Linked DNA regions of Rattus norvegicus: region 2 is linked to region 1. A link is a contact called in public Hi-C data. All regions are on one chromosome and are shown on one strand. Each heading gives the region's core, a stretch centred on a gene start, on an enhancer-like site or on the middle of the called end of the contact. The rest is flanking DNA. Distances are from core to core; before and after follow the strand shown.

Region 1 (5,562 bases), core at 2,487-4,986:
TTCTTTTTCATGCCTAATGGTTTTTATAATTATTATTACGGCGCTTGTATGTGTGGACGAGGGACGTAACTCAGCATGCACCCAGCCTGTGTGTTGGAGGTCAGAGGCAACTCTGTGGCCTTGCTTTTCTCCTTCTAACTTTCCGTGGCTTCCAGGGATCAGCTCCGCTCTTCCCTTTCAGGAGCCATTGCCCTGACTGGCCGACCCATCTCTTCAGCTCCTAAAGGCTTTGGATTTCAATGTTTTTCTGGGATTTCTGGCACAGCGGGGCATTGTCTTGGTGTCCTAATCCTAAGCCACAGTTAAGTGACTTTCCCCAGAGCCTTTCACAGATTTATAAGGTCCTTCTACATGGGTCTCTACCTGAAGACACCTCCAAAGACTGCTCTGGAAAGGCAGTGGTGAATCTCATGTCTTTAGGACCCAGCAGCTCACAGCCCAAGGGACAACGGTTTCTTGTCCTGCAGCAATGTTGATTCCTTGCCTATACAAGCCCACAGAAACAGTGTGTGCTTCAGAGGCTGAGCTGGACCGGCCTGTTTTAAAGGAGTGGTCACTGACTTCCCCTTGTCCTGTGGACAGAGAAAATGGATGCCAGAAGAAATGAGAAAATGGTTGCTCACAGAACATGCTTATTTAAAGCAGCGGTTCGCGATGTGCTCCTCCCTGGTGAAGTGTATTTATGATTTCAAAGCGCTGATCTGAACCATTACTTAGAACTCTTTGAAGTTTGGCATAATCTCCAATTGCCAACTAGCAATTTTACTCATCTTTGAACACCGAGAACCGGGGATGTGCCACACACCGGGCAGGAAGCAGCACCTTCTTGCAAAGGTTCTGTTGTGTAATCTAGGGAACTCAACACCTGTAGTCGCTTCCAGAAAACAAAACGTGCATCTGTGAATTGCCTCAGGTTCCTCCGGGTTTAATATCTTGATCTAAATTGCTCTCTTACTGTCGTTTGGTGGCTGACTCCTCTTCCAAGAGAGCCTGGCTCTCATCCTTAGATGACTTAGGTGACCAGAGACTAGATAGACCAGAGATATAGGGTAAAACCAAACTTTGCTGATCTAAAAGTGAACAAAGCAAAACAACAACAACAACAACCACAACCCGTAACCAACCAACCAACTCTAGCCTCCTGAGTGGCTTTGCTTCAGGTCAAGGGATCCAGGGTAAAGCCTAGTAGCTCTTTTCTCACAAGGAACATTTATTTGCTTCTCATTAAAAATCCTAACGTAGGGGGTTGGGGATTTAGCTCAGTGGTAGAGCGCTTGCCTAGGAAGCGCAAGGCCCTGGGTTCGGTCCCCAGCTCCGAAAAAAAAAAACCAAAAAAAAAAAAAAAATAAATCCTAACATAGGGGCTGGAGAGATGGCTCAGCGGTTAAGAGCACTGACTGTTCTTCCAGAGGCCCTGAGTTCCATTCCCAGCAACCACATGGTGGCTCACGACCATCTGTAATGGGATCTGATGCCCTCTTCTGGTGTGTCTGACGACAGTGACAGTGTATTTACATAAAATAAATACATAAAAAAAAACCCAAAACAAAAACAAAACAAAACTACTGCATGGGTGTGGGTGGGAGAGGGCAGGGAATGAGAACGGAAATCAGTGGGGATGGGAACTTCTCTGGTGATTAGCTGGAGGCCTTGGATGGGCCGGAGTGGGGTAGGGGGAGGATTTGGAGAGTCTACGGGGGTGGGGTGGGTTATCCCTATCTGAGATTCCTACCAGATGAGGATATAGAGACTGAAGTGGCCTCCTGTAGCCAGGTAGGATTTCTGAGGGGGAGGGGGACATCAATGAACCCGGAAAACCTTCGATCCAAAATTTGTCTTGACTACAAGATGTGCAGGGATAAAGATGGAGCGACCAATGGAGTCAACCAACACCCGGTCCAACTTGAGACCCATCCCGTGTGAGAGAGCCAACCCCTGACACTATTAATGACACTCGGTTGTGCTTGCAGACAGGAACCTAGCATAACTGTCTCCTGAGAGGCTTCATCCAGCAGCTGATGGGTCAAGGACACCACAAGACCCACAGAGTCAACTAACCTGGGACCATGGTGGCTCACAGAGGTCACTAACAAGGGAACCTGCAGGAGCTGGACCTGGACCTCTACACATTTGTAGCAAATGTGAAGCTCGGTCTTCACTTGGGTCTCCTAACAAGTGGACTCATCTCGGTCTCTGTTCCCTGCCATTGGATCCCATTCAACCTCCCTGGACTGCCTGGTTGGGCCTCAGTGGGAGAGGATGTGCTTAGTCCTGCTGAGACTAGATGTCCCAGGGTGGGGTGGTACCCAAGGGGGCTCCCCTTCTCTAAGAAGAAGGGGGAAGGCAATGGGGGTGGAAGATTTGTAAGGGTAGGACGGGGAAGAGGGGGGGCTGTGATTGGGATATAAAGTGACTAAAAAATAGATTGTTGGAAAAAAGAGGGGTTTGGGGATTTGGCTCAGTGGTAGAGCGCTTGCCTAGCAAGCACAAGGCCCTGGGTTTGGTCCTCAGCTGAAAAAAAAAAAAAGGAAAAAAGAAAAGAAAAAAAAATAGAAAAAATAGTAATGTAGGGGCTGGACACATGGGTGTGTGGGTAAGAAATGCACAGCACCCAGGAGAAAGGTTTGGCAAGGCTGAGCCTGCTGTAATCCCAGTGGTGGAAAGCGAACGGGCAGACCACCCTGGAAGTTTAATGGCCAGCATAGCCCAGCGGTAAGCTTCAAACGCACTGTCTCTAGAGAATAGGGCTGAGAGCAACTGAATCACACCATCCCCTGAAACCTATTTCCACCCCCCCAACCCCATTCCCCAGTGAAAGAAATACTAATGGCCGGAGGCATAGCTCAGTGGTATCTCTAGTTCCACAGATAAAGTGGGCTGACGGAATAGTGGAGTCGAGTGGTAGAACAATAGGTTCTGGGGTCAGGCTCCAGCGCAGCAAAACAAAGACAACTGTGATAAAAGCTCACACCACAAGAGTTTAGAAATGTGAAGAAAAACAAAACCAAATGTATTCTCCCTGTGCAAACTTTATTTATTAATCCCTCACTACATGCTAAACAGGGTTCTGGTGTTTTCTTTTAAAGTTATTAATTAATTAATCAATCGATTAATTTATGAAATAGGGATTGATCTATTGCTTCAGCTGGCCTAGACCTCTCTATGTAGCCCAGGCTGGCTTCAAACTGCCTATAAAGTGCTGAGATTACAGGCGAGCACCACCCTACTACATTTCGTTTTGCAATAATCTCATTTCCTAAACACTCATTTTGTGAAATTCCCCAGGTCTGTGTGTATGTGTTCGCTAACTCTAAACCGGATATGCCACCAGTTTGATTTTCGGCTGTACTAGGGACCGATGTGGCGCCGGACATTATAACGTGGTCGGGCTATGGTAACGATCTGTGAGACTCGGTTTGGAAATCTGGCCTGAGAGGAAAGCCTGGCATTCCGGGTAAAAGTCTCAGCTGTGTGGGGACGCGTCTGCCGAGGACCCTGGACCCTGGACTTCAGCAACCGGCTGTCTCTACCGTCCACCCACCCTAAGGCCCAGCTCGCACGGCGAACAGCTGGGCAGCCACGCTGGACACTCACCCCGCCCGCGTTGAGCCCGCCCCCGGGCCTGCAGGACCAATAAACGATGAATACAGCCGCGCGTCACGCAGCACAGGCCAATCGCAGACGGCCACGACCCTAGAAAGGCTGGGCGCGGCAGGCGGCCACGGGGCGGTGGCGGCGCTGGCGTAGACGTTTCCTGGCTATGGTGGTGGTGGCAGCGGCGCCGAGCGCGGCCTCGGCGGCCCCCAAAGTGCTACTCCTATCTGGTCAGCCCGCCTCCGGCGGCCGAGCGCTGCCGCTCATGGTTCCGGGCCCGCGAGCCGCAGGGTCGGAGGCGAGCGGGACACCGCAGGCTCGCAAGCGGCAGCGCCTCACGCACCTGAGCCCGGAGGAGAAAGCGCTGCGGAGGTGGGCCCGGCGGGCGGGACTGGGGCGCGGGGCTGCAGGGTCGGGACCCTCTCGTGTGTGCCAGCCGGGCGGGCTCCTCACGGTGGGTTAGATTCGCCTCGAAAGCGGGACTGAGGTGGCAGCCCCTCCAAAGTTCTGTGTCGGGGGTGTGTGCAGGAACGCCCGACACAGGTACAGAACGTGCCTGACGCCCATTCCACTGCAAAAACTTGCTCTTTGTGGCAGTAGGGCCGGAGCCGCTCCAGCTGTCATTGCAGCCACTTGGGAACTCAACCCTGGGAACCGAGTCAACAGCCTCCGGCATCCCGAGAGTTGGGCTTGGGGAGGGACAGTTGGTAGCGCCCCTGCCGCTTTCATGGATGTCGCTCAAGCAAGGAGCCTGTAGGACGGAATTGGAACCAGAAAGTAGCGGGGGAGGAGGGAAGAAGCTTATGACGCAACGGGAATGTGTCAGCCCGGTGGTAAAATGAGATCCGGGCGGACAGCCACTCGGGAGAGAATCAAGCAAGTCTTCAAGGTCTGTGGACAGAAAGCTCTGTGTGTGTGTGTGTGTGTGTGTGTGTGTGTGTGTGTGTGTGTGTGTGTGTGTGTGTGTGTGTTTTGAGAGGAGTCTTCAAGAGTGTTTACCACTGCTAAGCCTTATTCTGTAAAGCCAACGAAAGCACCAGCTGGCCACGTTTACAAATGGAAGGCACAGGAAAGCTGGAGATGACTCAGATATGTTCTTTGTCTCCCCCTCCCTCAAGGAAACTGAAAAACAGAGTAGCAGCACAGACTGCGCGAGATAGAAAGAAAGCCCGGATGAGCGAGCTGGAGCAGCAAGTGGTGGATTTGGAAGAAGAGGTAAAGGGACTTAAGGCCATGCTTTTATGCCTTGCATCTCAGGGCCCATCGTAAGCTGCTTCAGCCCTTTACACTACAACTCAAAGTGCCGTTTAAAGTTTAACCAGCCTAGCAGATAGGCGGTCATGACTCACCCTGGGCAGCTAGATTTCTATCCATAGCCTGGGCAGACGCTAGCTGGGGTGGATAGATCATTGATTGTTTAAGCTGTAGCGCCTCCTGGCTTTGCCATAGGCTCACCAAAGCTGCCCTTCCTTCTAGGTTTCGACCACTAACCAATCTTAGCAAGAACTGTTGTTCTTTTGAAAGTTTTAATCGTCACCTGGTTCTTACAGTGTGGGCCTTATCAATAGCATTTTTTTAAAAAGCCAATTGTGAGGTATAGCCCACCACCCTTACTGAATTGTCACTTAGCACAGTCTTAAGTATCCTTAGAGCATTTTCAAAGAGCTTGTTTTAGGTGATCTTTCCTGTCACACCCGCCCCTTCCCTTACATCCTTCCACCCCTGCATCCTTTCTGCTATCAGTGCCCCTTTGTGCCCCCTCCACCCCAGCATCCTTTTACCCTTTTGGGAGATGCTTTAGTTTTTACGTTTAGTTAACTTTAGCTATTTCTAGCTTTTTTAGGCATTGCCTCATTTGCACCCACTTTTTTATGCGCACGTGCGCCCTGGTTTGAGTTTGGGTCACCTCACTTAATATATTTTCCAAAGTTATACATTTTCCCTGCCAATTTTCCTTATTTATTTATT
Region 2 (5,830 bases), core at 2,769-5,268, 200 kb after region 1:
CATACAATTAAAAACAAAATCTGTAAAAGACACAGAGGGACAAAACATCATCAGGGATTTATTGGACAGCAGCTCAGAGTTGACGCCTCCACACTCTGAGAGCAGGCGTCTGATCTACTTCGCTTCTTTGGGCCTTTGCAGGTGACATCGTGACAAGAAAGAGCGCCCTTCATATGTACTTGTACACGACCTTGGAGGGCACAGTTTGAAGGTGGAGTCGCACAGGACACTTGTAAAAGTGGGACAACAGAGTCTCACTGTAACCCACGAGAAAGTAGAATTTGTGTGCTGGCAGCTGCCTGAGGACCAGGGCACAGATGTCCACTTGGTTGGCCCGGCGCTTCAGAACAATCTGGTCAGCCAGGCAGCCTGGAAAGGTGCCCAGCATAAACTTTCGAAGGAATACATCCTCCAGGGTTCTCTCCGCGGCATGGTCTTCTCCATCCAGGTTACCTGAAGAGGATACCATAGAAGTCAGCCAAAGGAGCTGTGCAGACTCCAGACCTGACATGGAACAGGACCGGGCACTCAATTCTATCCCTTGCCGACAGCCATTTCCCTCCTCTTCTAATGGAGAAGGAAAACTTTGGAAACCTAAAGCACAGGGATGGCAAGATGGCTCAGCAGCTAACGGTGCTTGGTGTAAAAGTCTACCAACCTGGGTTCAATCCCCAAAGCACACCTTAAGAAGCCAGATGAACAGGCTGGAGAGATGGCTCAGTGGTTAAGAGCCCCGACTGCTCTTCCAGAGGTCCTGAGTTCAATTCCCAGCAACCACATGGTGGCTCACAACCATCTGTAAAGAGATCTGATGCCCTCTTCTGGTGTGTCTGAAGTCAGTTACAGTGTACTTATATATAATAAATGAATTAAAAAAAAAAAAAAAGCCAGATGTACTTTCCGTGCTGTAGCTGCCTTTGAGTCCCCTGAACTCACCCATGAAGTAATCCCATTAAACCCGTCAGTGCACGCTCCTCACACAAAAGCCAGAAGCAGCGGCGCACACCTGTCAGCCCAGCTCTTACAGCCAGATGACGGGTGGAGACGGAGAACTGCCCAGGAGATGCCTGGAGTCCAAACCATAACAGACACGAGAGAGACACCCTGTCTCAACAAGGTGCAGAGACAACTGGCTCCCGAAAGTTGCCCTCTGACCTCCACAGGTGCGCCATGCAAACAGGCGCACGCACAGTAATGATTTAAATAAGATCCAAAGCGCCACGTCTTTTCTCATCAATCCTTTGACGTCAGCACTATCATCACCCGCATTTTACCAAAGGCTGAGACAGGCTAGAGTACAAGGTTGGGTACACCCTCCAAGCCGTATCTTACTTAGATCTTTTTGGGCACTGAATTCAAGAACGTGTATTTTAAAATGTTTTCCATGTGCATCCTATTGAATGTTAATCAGGGTGAGGACTCACACGCTGAACAATACACAGGTTCTCCTTAATTCACCAGAGGTCTGCTCTGTCATTGCACACCGAACTCGTGCCTTCTGCGCACCTGCTCCTAGTGTGACTCACACGCCTCTAGCCACAGTATTTTTTATCAAGAGATTAGTAAATAACTAATTCTGCCTGTCCTTCTATTTAAAGACACTGCTAATGTATAAGTCTGACTCATTAGTATTGAGACCCCATAACTCAGGCTCAAGACAAGTTTATCCAACCAGATTTCCTCCATAAGGCACATCCGTCTTCTTGAGTTCACAGAAACACTAGACAGCATTTCAGGACCACACAAAGTGCCACATTCCCAACACAAACACAGTAAATGTTTGAAATACCGCTCTAAACTACCAAAAGGGCAGTTTACAATAGAAGCTTGTTCTACCTCAGCTGGGGACCCTTGTGTGAGCCTTGCTCTACCCACCTCCCTGAATGACCTTGAATGACTCTGAGGTCACAGATACATTTTAATCAGTGTAAGAATGAGCAAGGGCTGAGGGGCTGAGCAGATAGCGCAGTGGGTGTCCCATCTGCTGTACCTCATGTTTATGAGGACCTGAGCTTGGATGTCCAGAACTCACACAAAGATCATCATGATAGTGGGTACCAGCGTCTGTAATCCCCACGCTCCTACTGTGAGATGGGGCAGAGGCAGGAGAATCTCCAGAAGTTTGCATGCCAATTAGCCTGGCATACACAGGTGGTGACAGGAAAGAGACCCTGTTTCAAACAAGATAAGGCAAGGGCTAGCCTGAGGCTGTCCTGCCTGTCACATACATCCAGTGTCATACACCTGCACTCACACATGAACATGCATACACAAACGTGTATAGACAATGTATAGATTGGAAGCTGAACCTCCAGTATCTATGAAAGATAAACAGGCGGGCGATACAGTGCCTATCTAAACTCTAGCACTGAGAAAAATGAGGCGGAAGTACGAGAGTTCCAGGACAGCCTGAGGGGCACTGCCAGACTCTCTTAAACATGGTTTGGCAGGTGAGGATGCTTGCTTTATCCCTGGGACCCATATGGTAGGAGAGAACTGACTCAGACAAACTGTATACACACACACACACACACACACACACACACACACACACACACACACGCACACACGCACACCAGGCATACTGAAATGTAAATGAACAAGAAAAATAAAAAGACGGGAAGAGGGGGAGAAAAAATAGAAGTCTGCAAATATGGGTTCTGTGAGTCACGAAGACTGCAGCTCATTCCTGCCAAGAGTTTGTAACTTGGTTAATACTACATTATTGAGGCTGGAGAGATGGCTCAGAGGTTATGAGCACTGACTGCCCTTCCGGAGGTCCTGAGTTCAATTCCTAGCAACCACATGGTGGCTCACAACCATCTGTAATGGGATCTGATGCCCTTTTCTGGTGTGTCTGAAGACAGCAGCACTGAAATTAAATCTTTTTTAAAAGAAAAGGAAGTACCATACCGCACTGTTTAGGGTTTAGGATTCGCTCTCCCAGGTCTAGGATTCTGTGTAGAATTCACTACCTCACCACCTCTGGGCTATTACACATCTGCAAAATCTGTAAACGGCTGACATACCACTGTCAAACCCTGTTTGTAGGCATGCAAATACTATTCTATAGAGGCCCAAGTGAGACTTCTTAGCAAGGAATATTCAAATTCCTTTCAACCTCTTAATGTGTGAGTCACACTGTAATCTGTGCAGGCGGGAATGTATGCAGGCGCTCCCCTGACAGAGGCATGGAGAAGACCAGGTAGCTTAACAGCCAATGTTTTTCTCCATTGCTCTCCCTTTGTTTACTTACTTGTTGCTTTTTTTTTTTTTTTATTGTTCTGCAAAACAGCTGCTCTTCCAAGACTGGCTGGCCAGTGACCCCATGAGAATGTCTCCTTCATTCTCACACCCCTCGATCTAGGTTTTCATTTAAGAGCTGGGGTGCATCCTCATGCCTGAGCGGCACATTTTAGCAATCTAACTGGAAACTGATTGTTTCCAGTCCCATAACTAAATGTGACAGGGTCTCTCTCACTAATCTTAACTGTCTTTAAACTCGAGGTCATCCTCCCCAGCGCGTTCGCCATCCTACCCAAAAGTTCAGATCTTTGTCTTAAAGAGCATGTTGGAGAGTCACCATGCCACCTTTCAGTCACATCGGGTGGCGGTCCTTCCCAGGCGCCCTCACCTGTGTGCTGCGACAGCCAGCCCTTTCGGTGTGCGATGTAGTGCGGGGCGTGCGCCTCCTCGTAGCTCACCGGCTTGTCCCCTTTGGCCACGCGGACTCTGGCCGCCCGGTTCTAGGAACGAAGGTGCAGTCACGGGGCAGCCGAGCCCAGCCGCCCTGGCAGCCCCCAGACCCGCCCGCTGCACTCACCTTGGCGCAGACCGCGGAGGTGTGCAGGGCGCGCCAGGCGCAAGGCAGCTCCGGGCTGCAGGCCAGCACCTGCGGAGAGACGGGGAGTGAGCGGACGCCGGGCGGCGCTCCAGCCCGCCCGCCCGCAGTCCACTCGCCCGCAGCTCACTCACCCGCAGCCCCAGCCCGCGGACGGACGCAGACGACGCCATCTTGGGCCAGCGCAACGCGGGATGCGTCAGTACGCAGCCGCAGGAAGGAGGCGCCGCAGAGCCGGAACTAACGGGAACCGGCGGGGAGCGGAGCGGGGCGTGGCGTAAGAGAGGGCGTGGCTTGCCGGTGGCCGAGGGACGTGGGTCTCTGACTACACCTCCAACTGTTCCAATTAGTAGATAAGGGAACTAACTTATAAAGACGTGACCTTTTCAAAATCCGTTGTCCTTTGCAAATGTAAAGTCTTTTAATTTTTCTCAAGTAATCCTTTTAAGCTGTTTTTTTAAATTTCTCATAAAGTATGATAATTTTATAGTTTGTCAAATTACATAAATCTGCTCTACCGTGGAGAGAGATAAAGTATGCAGCATCTTAACTATCCAGGTCCAAACTTGAACCTACTTCCTACCTGTGTAATGTAAGCAGTGACAACCTCCCTGTGTCCAGACTCCTTCGTCAGTAAAATTGGGACAGTCATGTCTACTTTGGGACTGAGGATGTAGCTTGGTGGTAGGGCACAGGAGTAAGGCTTTGGGCTCCATCCATGAAAACTCACACCATATTACCACAGAGAAGTTATATGCCTTCTGTGTTTGTTTGGCTGCTTGGTGGGGTCTTACTGTTTCTTTTGCTTGTTTTTGTTTTATGGGTCCTCAGAAGCAGAGAGAAGAGGAAGACAAGATACTCGAGCTACTCTTGAACCTCATAAAGGTGAAGTGACAGGGTCATACACTCTCCTCAGGCAGTAGAGGATGGCTACATGAGCAAGCATGAAGACTGTGCTTGGAGTCTGTTTCCCATCCGAGCATCAGGCATTAGCACGATCAAATGTATTCTATTCGAGCCAAGATGCTGGGGGTGGGGGGTGTCTTCCTTAGTCACCCCTCACCATATTTACTTAAGCACGGTCTCTCAGAAACTCTACAGAGCTCACCAATTAAGCTAGCTGGCTAGTTTGCTGCAGGGGTCTTGTCTTCCTCTTTTATGTACTTTTTTCATGCTGTACAGCTCTGCCTGGCCTGGCATGTGCTATAAAAACTATCTGCTTCTGCCTCCCAAGTGCTGAGATTAAAGGCATACATCACCAAGCCAGGCCCATCTCCCTCCCTTAAGCAATGGGATTACAGGTCTTTATGTGCATATTAGGCCTCCTGATTCTGATCCTTACACTCAGCCAAAACACTACCCATGGAGCCATTTCCCCAACCTAACCAGTGGGAATTTCATTTTTAACATTTTGGGGTGTGTGTGTGTGTCCGTGATTATATGCCAGGTATGTAAGATACCCTGGCACTAGGGAGTCGTAAGCTGCCTGGTATGGATGCTACACTGCAAGTCCTCTGAAGAGCAAGGTGCTCTTAACCAGAGCCATTTCCCCAGCTCCGGGTGGAACCTGTGAAAGGGAGACATGCTTCCTCCAGCGTGCACGTTTTAACACACTGCTCCGTCGTGCCAAGGTGGTATTTCCACTACCTCACCCCATCACAGAAGAGACAGCAGAGGCTCTGGATTCAGGGGAGCCGGGCTCGAGCCTCGTTCAGAGCATGAGCTATTCTATTTCTGGGGTTCCTGCCCCACTTTTGATAGGCTGAAGGCTCAGAACCCTGTTAGAATGAGGGAGGGGCCCCAGCGTCTGTGGCTAGGTGACAACAAGGTACAGAGCAGCTTTGGCCAGCAGCCCTCCAGGCCCAACGCCAAGTCTGGGGTATACATAGCTTTCTCAGGTGACGTGTGACAGCCAGTAGCCTATGCTCTCAGAAGCAGGTACATGTGTTTTCTGAAATCCCCTCAGATGATTACAGTTTGCAGTAGAGG

What was found. Hi-C and Micro-C count contacts between places; a contact is called where the count stands out from the background.
Region 2: a Hi-C map of Schwann cells shows a contact between it and region 1, with 3 times the contacts expected there. The contact joins the promoter of Mrps24 here to the promoter of Xbp1 in region 1. A contact is called at or near these places in 4 of 12 Hi-C or Micro-C datasets (Schwann cells, kidney, liver and 1 more).

The regions. Positions count from the first base shown.
Region 1 is chr14:84,600,887-84,606,448 of GRCr8, forward strand. It overlaps Xbp1 (X-box binding protein 1), which reads left to right and starts at 3,737. Exons shown (of 6, transcript NM_001271731.1): 1 at 3,737-3,966; 2 at 4,713-4,809. The coding sequence starts at 3,761.
Region 2 is chr14:84,798,759-84,804,588 of GRCr8, forward strand. Mrps24 (mitochondrial ribosomal protein S24) reads right to left here and starts at 4,019. Exons shown (of 4, transcript NM_001077659.1): 1 at 3,976-4,019; 2 at 3,824-3,892; 3 at 3,635-3,746; 4 at 1-453. The coding sequence starts at 4,014. The coding sequence ends at 170.